Regions from separate parts of the Canis lupus genome. Here region 1 is linked to region 2. Evidence: chromatin contacts called from public Hi-C data. All regions are on one chromosome and are shown on one strand. The core of a region is the stretch at or near the end of the contact, and the rest is flanking DNA. Distances in the headings are between cores, read along the strand shown. Region 1 has its middle 52 kb from the start of AKAP6. Region 2 holds the start of GPR33 (probable G-protein coupled receptor 33).

What was found. Hi-C and Micro-C count contacts between places; a contact is called where the count stands out from the background.
Region 1: a Hi-C map of skin fibroblasts shows a contact between it and region 2, with 2.6 times the contacts expected there. The contact joins the enhancer-like site here to the promoter of GPR33 in region 2. A contact is called at or near these places in 4 of 9 Hi-C or Micro-C datasets (amygdala, blood, liver and 1 more).

Annotation. Positions count from the first base shown.
Region 1 is chr8:11,491,823-11,498,146 of UU_Cfam_GSD_1.0, reverse strand. No RefSeq gene overlaps it. Among named protein-coding and RNA genes, the nearest start is that of AKAP6, 52 kb to the left of the region's middle. Within about 2 kb of position 1,521, at least 6 of the 20 cell types and tissues checked have an H3K27ac peak or open chromatin away from gene starts, as enhancers often do.
Region 2 is chr8:10,869,015-10,874,449 of UU_Cfam_GSD_1.0, reverse strand. GPR33 (probable G-protein coupled receptor 33) reads left to right here and starts at 3,983. Exons shown (of 2, transcript XM_038544027.1): 1 at 3,983-4,230. The region is part of intron 2 of LOC119872986 (a long non-coding RNA gene); the gene reads right to left.

The DNA.
Region 1 (6,324 bases), core at 272-2,771, 630 kb before region 2:
AACTTGACTTCTATCCTAAACAGGAGAGTTAAAGGGAAAACACTATGAAATAAGAAAATCCACCCCACAAAGCTCTTAACAGCAGCGGATACAGCTCAGGTATACAATCGATGACCAGGAGTTCTGTAGATAATTTTCAAAACTTAACTGACCTATAAAAGTATAAGTAATTGCACCTCCCCCAAAATCTGCAACAACCACATCCACAACCACCACCCTCCCTTTTAGACATTTTCTAGTCAGAAATTGGACCCAGGAATAAATGCCCCAGAAACATTCTTTAAATAGCCCAAATTTGATTGTCAAACCACACTCCTCCACACTCCCCCTCTTTTTTTTTTTTTTTTTTTTCAGTGTCTAATCTGGTCCTGCTCCCACCCTCAAATGATTATCCAGTGTTCTCAGGGGTGCTCATGCTCTGTGCTCTCCCAGATGCTGTCTGCCGTGCAAAGTAGAGAGCTGAAAGGATCTGACACAGGAATGAATGTGGCTGCTGCTACAGATGAGGAAACCCTGGCCCTGAAAAACGAACTCCCCGAGACCACACTTTGCCAGAGTTACAAATCTACCCTCAGTATCCTGGGCCCTCGGAGTCTTGTTATGTTGTTCATTTTCACCAGACAATAAGCACAGGGCCAAGGCCACCGGCTTCGTTGTTAGTTCTCTCAGAAAACGCATCTTTAATGAACAAGGGGTTCGAGCTAGAGTTTTCAGAAAACTTGGAGCAGACACAATTTTGAGGAGTAGATACTTTCCATGTTCTCAGAACACATTCTGCCTGGAAAGAAATCACATTTTAAAATGTCAGCATAGAGAACTGAGCTGTGGTAACCTGCCCCTTGGCAAATGTAAAGAATATAAGCTTCAAGAGGGCAGGGACTCTGTTTTATTCCCATCTGTACCCCAAATACCTACAACAGAAACCGACACTGAATAGCAGCCCCACAATAAATATTTGTTAGATGAACAAAATGAAGGAAGCATCCCTCTTCCCTTCTCTCTGTAATCCATCTCTACCCTCCGTTCACTCCCTGTACTTAAGTCTAGTTCCTTTGACCAAAACTCTGTTGTCAGGTAACACCCATTGATCATATTTATACACTAGTAAGTAGCCTTTAAGCGGCTGTTGGAGGACTTGGAATTTCAGTTTTACTCTAAAAGGTGGCTTTGGCCCCTCTGCAGGCCCAGTGTCAGTCAGCAATGGAAAGCCTTTGTGGCCAGGCCCTATCCATCCTCCTCTCCACGCAGGAGGCCAAGCTTTGAATTCTTTGGGAGAATGGCAAGTTGTTCTTAGGAATAGCTCCCTTCCCTAGTGACCTCCTGATACACTCCTGGGGCTCTCCTTAGCTTTCATGTCTTTGTAAGATAATCTAAATCCCTATCTTCCTGCTGTCTCTATCTTCCTTTCTCAGCTATCAAAACCTAGAAGACATGCTGCTGTTGCACATGTAGGCTCAACCGTAGAGTTAAATGAATGCAAGCCGCCGATTTCCCACAGCTCACTCTGTGAAGACAGAGCCCTTCCTTCCTCATCGCGTTAACCAGGAGCCCATCCTTGCCCTGTCACACACTAGGGGGTGCTGTTGCCATATTCAGACCCCAGGAGCTGGCCACAGGGAGAAGAAGGAAGTGACCGGAGCTTCCAGGGTCCTGGGAGACATTTCTAGTTAGGCCTCTTGCACAACCCTTCCACAAAGTTTCTCAGAATCGAAGCCCATTCCATCACCTGAAGCTACATAACTCCAGGGGTAAAGCTTACATATGGTGCAATGGAAAGGGAGGGCTGAAGATGTGCAAACTAAAGGTTGTACTTCACGACTCATGTAACATATGGGCTCACATAACAGGATTTATGAGAACTGCTGGACATTAATAATTAACCCCCACTAACCACTGGAGAAGAAAATCCTGTTTATACAACCAAGTGGCAAACACTGTCAGGCAGATTTAAATGTGTCAGAGGCAACCAGAACAGCCAGGAAACACTTGAGTTTGTCCCTGCTTTTCACAATCATCTTTCCTGGTATGTGATGTCTAAGACTTTGAGAATGAAAGCTTCATACACAAACAAATGAATATCAGCTTCTCCCAGCCCCCAACTTGGCTCCTGCACAAAGCCTGCAGGCTGCCAGAGGAGCGTCTCTGGCCTCAGTTAACTCTTTGCTTGAATGACGGTGGACCTGCACCACAGGAAAAGCTCTCATACAGCAGAATGCCTTTTCAAATTTCCGAGCAAACCATCATGACAAAGAGTATTTTGTTGGGTTTGTGGGTTTTTTAATATAAGCTGAGCAAAATATGTAGTTAATATAAGTTCTCTGAATGAGACTCACACCTAACAGTATGAACATTAAACATTCCCACACAGAGAAGAATGGATCTGCACCAAGGGAAATAACTCTGGTATTAATCCAAGGAGAAACAATCCTTCTCACCCTCCCCCCACCACAAGCTAGGGTTTCACACCCTTTGTTGGTTCACACAAATGCTAATGAGCAACAACTCACCAATGCTAATGATTAGAAGTCTCTTTGGCTCCAAAAACAATCCAGCCAAGCTAGAAACTTGAAGAATCTCAAAGTGGTTCAAGAGGGACTCGGCCAGTCTGAGGTGCCATTTTAGGGCAAATCTTACACAGAATGGTTTCCTTTTTGCTCTAAACTCTATTCCTAAAAGGGACAGAATCCCAACTACAGATACATCAAACTTTCAGACAAAATGCAAAAATGTTCCAATCCCAGCTTTTTTGCAACAGCTACTCTGACATTTCCACATAAAGCTCTAAAGTCAAGGCTAAAATATACCATACTTTATATAGTGTCACAGAAATTTTTAAGAAAAGTGGATCTCAACCTAATGTCTGCTCTCACTCCCATCAATTACCAAGGCTGACTACTGTAGTAGTACTTAACTAAGACCCTTAGAATGGGGAGGCTGGGGGATGTGATATGGGGTATAGTTTGAAAAAGGCTTACTCTGGGAATGTGACTCTGAATAGTCCCCTGGGGGGACTCTGCTCGACCTCACTGGAAATCACTAAGGTTAGCACAGTCGTCTGCCAACACAGCACGCAAGGGGGTTAGCACAGGACACACCAATATATTCAATAAGGTTCTGATGAAACAAATCATGAGCATTTCTAGTCCTAATACCCTGAAGCTTTAATCTTTAAAATGAAAAACATAAAGACAAACCCTTGTACCTGTTGCTATCCAAAAACCTTCATAAACAAAATGCTCATTGGTTTGAAAAGAAGAGCAAAAACAAGTTTTAATTTAACATTATCAGGTATATTTTTTGAAATGTGTTTTACAACCATTCCCATAATTTCCTAATTCCAACAGTGAGAATGACATCTTGCCCTCTTAGTAAATTCGGCAGCAATCTCAACCATATTTACCCAGTAGATTCATCTGAAAAGACTAAAATATCCTTGCCGTCACACCTCCTTAATGGACTGCCAGTTGTCATTAGCTTAGGTGAGACCGGGGCATCATACTTCTTAAAACTCAAGTGCACAGCCAGGTTGATACTAATGAACTGGTGTAGCCAGGCCCATCACCTGAATGTAATTAACTGCCTTTTTTGAGCTTTCCCATATCTGAATTTTATTCTGCAAAATGAAGTTAATCAAGAGTTCTCCCATCTGAATATAGTGAAAATAAGGCTATAATAATAAAGAACTTTGTGGTAATGAAAAAAGAAAGTAGGTGCTTTTATCTTGATATTTGAAACCAACTGCTGACACTACTCATGAAGCCACAGGATGCTGATGAGGTGGTGAAATGAGACTCCAAATATGCAACAAATTCATAATACGAGGTAGAAATATATTACATCTCTTTTCCAAAGACCCTATTGCATTGCAGAACTTGGCATTAAATTCAAACGAAGAGGCAGCAGAAAGATAGAGAGAGGAAAGGGATGTGAGAAGGTTGCATCACGCAATCTAAATGCAGATCCATATGGTGGAGAAGTTTAAATCCCTAGTCCTGTGGTTCAAACACAGCAAAGACACCTGGGAAAAGAGTCAAGGCCACCCTGCCTGCCTCTCCTTTGCTTTCCCCCCTCCCACCCCCAGTCCTCCCTGCAAGGCCAATGAACCTAGTGAGGCTCCTGACTGAAACCACTCAGATCCCCTCTACCCCCACAACGGTAGAGAGCAGTCAGCCCCGAAGTGCTGGCAGAAGTCAAGGGGACATAGATCCTGTTGGGGCCTAAAACATCACTCAGCAACAAATGAGATCTTGGTAGAGAGTTATCAATACACTGAACCCTAGACATTAGGTCTCACTCAGTCCCAACTTGGCTTCAGAAGAAGGGTGCCAAGTGGCATCCTTCAGATACACAAGTTCTGAGCTGGAAATTTCACCTTCTCGGAAACCGAGAATCACAGAACCGCTTGGCTGGCAGAGGATGGCACATCTCATTCACTCACACCTATAGCGTCACCATGACAATAACACAGCTGGCTACGTAAGGACAAAACATAAGAAATACCTTACATAATCAAAGATACACAGAAAGGTGACTTGCATGGACCTGTGTTGGAATTTCACATGGGCAAAAGTCTCTAGCTCCTTCCAAATGTATTTCTAATGACCTAATTTGGACAGGATTTTGGTGATACAGCCTAGCAACTGGCACAAAGTGACTTCCCTAACACCTCCTGCAATACACCCACAAGCCCTGTTTCCACTCGTCTTTCAATCATTCCCAGTCAGGGCAAACCCCAGTCTTCGATTTCCTAAATGGTGTTTAATGATTTATGATTGTAATGATTTACAATGATTTTTCATGCAGTCACACTGAAGCAGGCTTCTAGTAACCAACCAGTTATCAAGCACATACTGTGTTCTAGGCTCTTATCTCAATTTTGTCTTCACAAGTTATAAGGCAGATGTATGCTCCCTATTTTGCAGATAAGAAAATTAGAGCACAAAGAAACTGAATAGCTTCTGTCCAATGACACATAATCAGTAAGCAGTAGAACAGGCTCTGAGCTCAGGTTTGTCTAATCCTAAACTCATGTTCTTTAAAATAATGGTGGGTCCTTACATAGCATCGTGTGCCAGGCCCTGATCTAACCACACTTCAAATCTAACTTATTTAATCTTCACAACAAATCTAGGAGAGAGGTAGTAGTTCTACCACTGCTATTATTATGCAGATGAGAAAACTGAGGAACAGTGAGATTGAACAATTCTCAAAGTTTCGAAGTTCATAATTGATAGCACCAGGATTCAAATCCAGGCAGGCTATTAAGTATTCAGGCCTTAACCACAGCACGCACTGCCCCCTCATTTTCCCTGTAACTTTCTGCATTCATTCATTCAAATATTGCTTAGGCCTCTCTATGCACCTGACCTCTTACCAGGTATTATTAAAAGGTAACTAGTGTTTGACCGATTCCTTCCCTCAGAGGGCAGCAGTCTAGGTGGGCAGAAGCAGCAAAACAATGTTAAAAAAAGAAGGTAGTTACCAGAATGGGAAGCCAGGTGTTGTCGCTTGGGACAGCAAAAGCACTGTAACAGACAGGAGGACCTCCCTGAGCATTGCGAGGGAGCTGAATTTGGACGGAATGATCCAGGACGGGGAAGAATGTGAGCAAAGGTAAAAAAGGTAAAAATAAGGAGGAGGAGGACTGGGGAGAAGAGAGGGACATGCCCCCCCCCCGCCCCCCGCCCCACAAGCCAGACTCTCTACTGTTGTTTTATGTATTTGCTATGTCATTTACTCTTCATGGCAGGCCTATAAGACATCCTCACTTAACAGTTAAGAAAATGAGGTGTAGAAAGTGCAACAATTCACTCAGTCACAAACTGGCCAAGGAACAGAGCTAGGTTTGTCTGCTTCAGATACCCTTTCTGTAAACCGGAGCCTCTTCACACAGGTGAACACAAACTTGCAAGGCCAAGGAATCAGGCAAAAGACCAGCAGGGCCAGGCAGCAACTAACCATTCTGATTTCTGGATCCCTTAGAGGCTCTTTATCTTCCTCTCAGCGCCCAAAAGGGTATGTGCTTTCTCACTGTAAAAGCCTCATCCCATGTGTTGCCGCTCAAAACAAGCTCCCTTTCTACAGACTGACATACCACCGTGACTTGCCTTGTCCGAGTATAGAGCAGTCCCCTAGAGCCAGTTGAGACCAGCAGGGAAGGGCCTGGCTAAGGACAAGCTCTCTGCTGTTGGGGCCCACTAAGGGAGACCCAAACTAGACCTGGGGGACCTCAAGGATCCCCCAATCCAGACTCCGCAGTTAGGAGGAAAAAATCGAGGAGCAGAAAAGGAAGGGGAGTGAGTCACCAAAGGCACTCCCTCCCCC
Region 2 (5,435 bases), core at 2,734-5,233:
GAATAAAACTAACCAAAGAGGCAAAGGATCTGTACTCAGAAAACTATACAACACTCATGAAAGAAATTGAGGAAGATATAAAGAATGGAAAAAATGTTCCACGCTAATGAATTAGAAGAACAAATATTGTTAAAATGTCTATGCTACCTAGAGTAATCTATACATTCAACACAATCCCTATCAAAATCAACTTTTTTCACAGAGCTGGAACAAATAACCCTAAAATTTGTATGGAACCAGAAAAAACCCTGAATAGCCAAAGGAATGTAGAAAAAAACAACCAAAGCTGGTGGCATCACAATCCCTAACTCCAAATTCTATTACAAAGCTGTAATCAAGACAATATGGTCCTGGCACAAAAGCAGACACATAGATCAATGGAACAGAACAGAGAACCCAGAAATGGACCCACGACTATATGGTCAACTAATCTTCAACAAAGCAGGAAAAAATATCCAATGGAAAAAAGTCTCTTCAATAAATGGTACTGGGAAAATGGACAGCCACATGCAGAAGAATGAAACTGGACCATTTTCTTACACCATACACAAAAACTCAAAATGGATGAAAGACCTAAATGTAAGACAGGAATCCATCAAGTTCCTAGAGGAGAACACAGGCAGCAACTTTTGTGACCTAGTCATAGCAACTTCTTGCTAGACACATCTCCAAAGGCAAGGGAAACAAAGGCAAAAATGAACCATTTAGGGATTTCATCAAGATAAAAAGCTTTTGCACACCAAACAGTCAATAAAATCAAAAGACAATATACAGAAGGAGAGAAGATATTTGCAAATGTCTTATTAGATAAAGAGCTAGTATCAAAACATTTATAAAGAACTTATCAAACTCAACACCCAAAGAACAAATAAGCCAATCAAGAAACAGGAAGACATGAACAGACATTTCTCCAAACAATACTTACAAATGGCCAACAGACACATGAAGATATGCTCATATCACTTGGCATCAGGGAAATACAAATCAAAACCACGATGAGATACCACCTGACACCAATTAGAAGGGCTAAAATGAACAAGTCAGGAAATGACAGATGTTGGCGAGGATGTGGATACAAATGGAGTGATCCGAAGGGGCACTTGCACCCCAATGTTTATAGCAGCAATGTCCACAATAGCCAGACTATGAAAAAAGCCCAGATGTCCATCGACAGATGAATAAAGATGTGATGTGTATATATACACAATACACACACACACACACACACACACACACAGTGAAACACTACTCAGTCATCAAAAAGAATGAATTCTTATCATTTGCAATGACGTGGATGGAACTAGAGGGTATTACGCTAAGCAAAATAAATCAATCAGAGAAAGACAATTATCATATATCTCATTCGTGGAATTTAAGAAACAAAAGAGGATTACAGGGGCAGAGAGGAAAACATAAACAACAAAATCAGAGAAGGAGACAAACCATAAGAAACTCTTAATCATAGGAAACAAACTGAGAGTTGCTGGAGGGGAGGGGAGTGTGGGGGATGGGGTAGCTGGGTGATGGGCATTAAGGATGCCACATATGTGATGGGAATTATGTAAGACTGATGAATCACTGACCTGTACTTCTGAAACTAATAATACATTATATATTAATTGAGTTTAAATTAAAAAATAAAATAAAATAAAATTTACTTTGTACAAAGTACTATATTAAATACTGAGGGATTAAACATGAAAATCTTGGGATGCCTGGGTGACTCAGCAGTTGGGCGTCTGCCTTTGGCTCGGGGCGTGATCCCAGAATCCGGGATTGAGTCCCGCATCAGGCTTCTTGCGGGGAGCCTGCTTCTCCTCTGCCTATGTCTCTTCCTCTCTCTCTCTGTCTCTCATGAATAAATAAATAAATAAATCTTAAAAAAAAAAAAAACATGAAAATCTCATGCAAGGGAAAAAACAGAGATTTTCTTTCTTTCTTTTTACACTTAGGAATGAGAAAAGAGACTCAGAAAAGTTATACAAATAAGTAGCAGAGTTGAGATTTCTATATAGGAGTTTTTTTCTATCATATACTTTCTTGTGCAATCAATATAGTGCATCAGTATTTTTAGTGTACATTATTTCTGTCCCAACTCATTTATTAACTAATAATGGAATCTAGGAGAAGCTCTCAAATATCTCTATGGGTCTTAGTCTATTCACCTATAGAATCAGGAATTAAATGAAATTAATTCCTTGGTGTCTCTCAGCTCTAAAAATTATATACAAAGATGAGTTCCTAGACTTTTAAGCATTTGATTTTGCAACATCATCTGCTTCCACATTTCCATATATTTCATACTGTGATTATATCAAAACAACATAAAACAGTTTCTGTTTCCATGACTGCTTTTCTTGAAACCACCTGACTTGATGTGAAATATAAAAGTGAAATGAATGAAGTCACATCACCAAAGCCACAGAAGAGAAGATAACTTCCTCAAACAGTCTGCTTATTTCCCAAAAGAGTTAATGTCATTGGTTTAACTATCTATTCGAAGAAAAAACTCACTAATTACAGTATTTCTTTTTTTTTTTTTTTAATTACAGTATTTCTGAGGACAGTTATTAAAGAGTTAAATTTTAGGCTCTTTAATGGTGGTACTAACCCTTGTATATTTGGGGTGTTAACAGTATCTAATATGTTTGTTATTTATTAATTTTACTAATTATAAAATTTGAAAATACAGAATGAAAGAAAGAGAAGGAAAAGCATAGTCCACATCCCCCACCTTTTTTATCAATAAAACAGCAGAGGGCAGTGGAAGGAGCCCTTGTTCTTTTATTGGTGAAAACTACTGTGAATCACTTAACTCTGCACCTCAGTTTGCTAATCTTCAAAATTAGCAGATTTGAATAAAATAATATCTCAGGCTGCTCCCAGATGTGTGAATTAACCCAAAGGGCATGAAATCTGAGCAAGAAATCATTCTTAGAATCCAGTAGCAAGTTTGAAAACTTATCCTGAAGCAAAGAAGATCAGTTCTTAGGGTGAAAGTCACAGTCTCAAATGAATTGAGAACTAAAATTTAAGCCTATTTCTAACAAGGCTACAGTAGCAATGAAAGCATTAAGATTCTAACACAAACTAGGTAACTGATTCCTGAGCTTCTGCACTGAAGCCACACAGAGGTTTTGATGTATTTTTCTCTACTGGCAGAGCAGAGATCAAGAGGAAACTGAGCGGGAAAGAAATTAGGACACTAGGGTCGACACAGAAGCTAATCCTAAAAAATTTCAGAGATGTATTGGACAGAAGAAAATAGGAAATGTAGGACTCAGTTCATAAATATATTACCTGTGTTGCGGATTCCTTATAACGAGATCATCTTCCATGATATGGTACCCAACTCTGTGTTCTTCACAACCATTTTTAACAATTGTACAGATGCAAGCAAAAGATAAAAGTCTTCATCTTTCCCAACTAAATAATATTAATCTTTTCCCTGCCCTCACACATTTCATTTTAATGCGAAACTCAATTTTTGTTTTTCTTCCTATTTTCACTCCAGCGGGATTAGGTAGCTCATTTCCAGACTCACTTTTTTCCATGCTTGATATGTACCACTTCCCTATGTACCCAACACCATGCTCCACATGCTAATGAACATGCTACCCTCAAGGCAGAGTGGGTGCCTGATGGATGACCACATATGAGAAGATCATTTTTATTTTTATTTATTTTTATTTTTTATTTATGATAGTCACCCAGAGAGAGAGAGAGAGGCAGAGACATAGGCAGAGGGAGAAGCAGGCTCCATGCAGCGAGCCCGACGTGGGATTCGACCCCGGGTCTCCAGGATCGCGCCCTGGGCCAAAGGCAGGCGCCAAACCGCTGCGCCACCCAGGGATCCCAAGGATATCATTTTTAATCAGTGTTTTAACACCTGCAACAAGTTTATCGACCCTAAATAGAATGACTGTTTATGGAATTTTTTTTTTAATTTCCTCTTAAAATGGAGAAAGGACTTGAAGAAGTACTCATTTCTCTACCTCCTCCTCTTTGGCATATATTTCACAGAAAAAGGAACTGGGAAAGAGCAAGAAGGCCTCAAGGAATATTTAAATAGTAGGTTCAAAGCTGGGGAATAGCATCAGTGAGAAGAAAGGCAGATGAAATGAAGTAACAGTGTCACTGATTTTTGTCTCTGTCCGTGGAGAACAGACTGCTGGTTTAGAATCACTCTGGCCTGCCTAAGACCATCTGACATGCCGATATAACTCCAAGGTAAGAGTCCCTGGGCAAGCAGGTTTTATCCTGGTGCTATCATCTGAAATAAACCATCTAGGTTTACTCCAGATCAGCTTCCAAACCCCAGAAACTACACAGGTGGCATCTCTTTATGATTCACTGAATCATATGAATCACTTGATGATTAGAACTGAATCACTTGCTGTAAGGAAATTTGAGAAAATGAGTGCACGTCTTTCTAGTCTCTGTAGCAGGCAGTGAGGAAGACTATAAGTGGCTGTGCTATTGCCGGAGGACAGTGCCTGCCACAGCAATGAACTCAACAGGAAATTCAGATGCAGAGTGTAGAGACCGTGCAATCTCCAATATATCAAAAATCTCCATATTTGAGCATTATAAAGGAAAAGTATCATTTGGGGGAAGGCCAGTGCTTTATTTTTTAATTAAATGCTGTTGCACTACACAGGATAGGTCATTGCTAATGATGAACACACTGTTGAGAGAAGAGTAAGTGAATTTAACTCTTGGGAAAGTTTTTAGAGCTTTAGTATGAAAGATAGAAAAGAACATACTACTTAATGTCACTTCTGTACTACTACATTACAATAAAGTATCTAAATTAACACAGATCAGCTTCCTGAAGTTCTCATGCCCATCCCGACAGGAGCAGTGTTCCCAAGCAGAGGTGGGGTCTACCTGAAAGCCAGCATGCCAAAGGTATCACTATAGCAAGGTCTCAAAATAACTCTAAATCTGAGAATTTCTGCCCCCACAGAAGAACATTTTGATTCTTCTGGAAATCACTGCTGGAACTCTAGAATTCAGCAGAGAGGCTTTGAAGAAGAAAGGAATGTCACCTGCAGTAATAAAATAATAGGTAAAAAGTTAGAGTGCTTAATGTATGCCATGAAAGGAGCTAAGTGTTTTATATACATTATGTTATTTCATCCTCATAAAAACTGATTGGGGTTTAGAAGGTGAAAGGGGCTCAGAGTTAAGAGTCCACAGAGCGGGTAAGTGGTAGAAATAGAATGGAATCCCAGTTCTGTGGGACACCAGAGCCCAGGTTCTGCCCCACTAATTTATACTCAAGTACTTTAAAACCATGTTAAAAGATCATTGAAAATGAAGAAATATGGGATGCCTGGGTGGTTCAGCAGTTGAGTGTCTGCTTTTGGCTCAGGGCCTGATCCCAGAGTCCAGGGATCAAGTCCCACATCGGGCTCCCTGCTTGGAGCCTG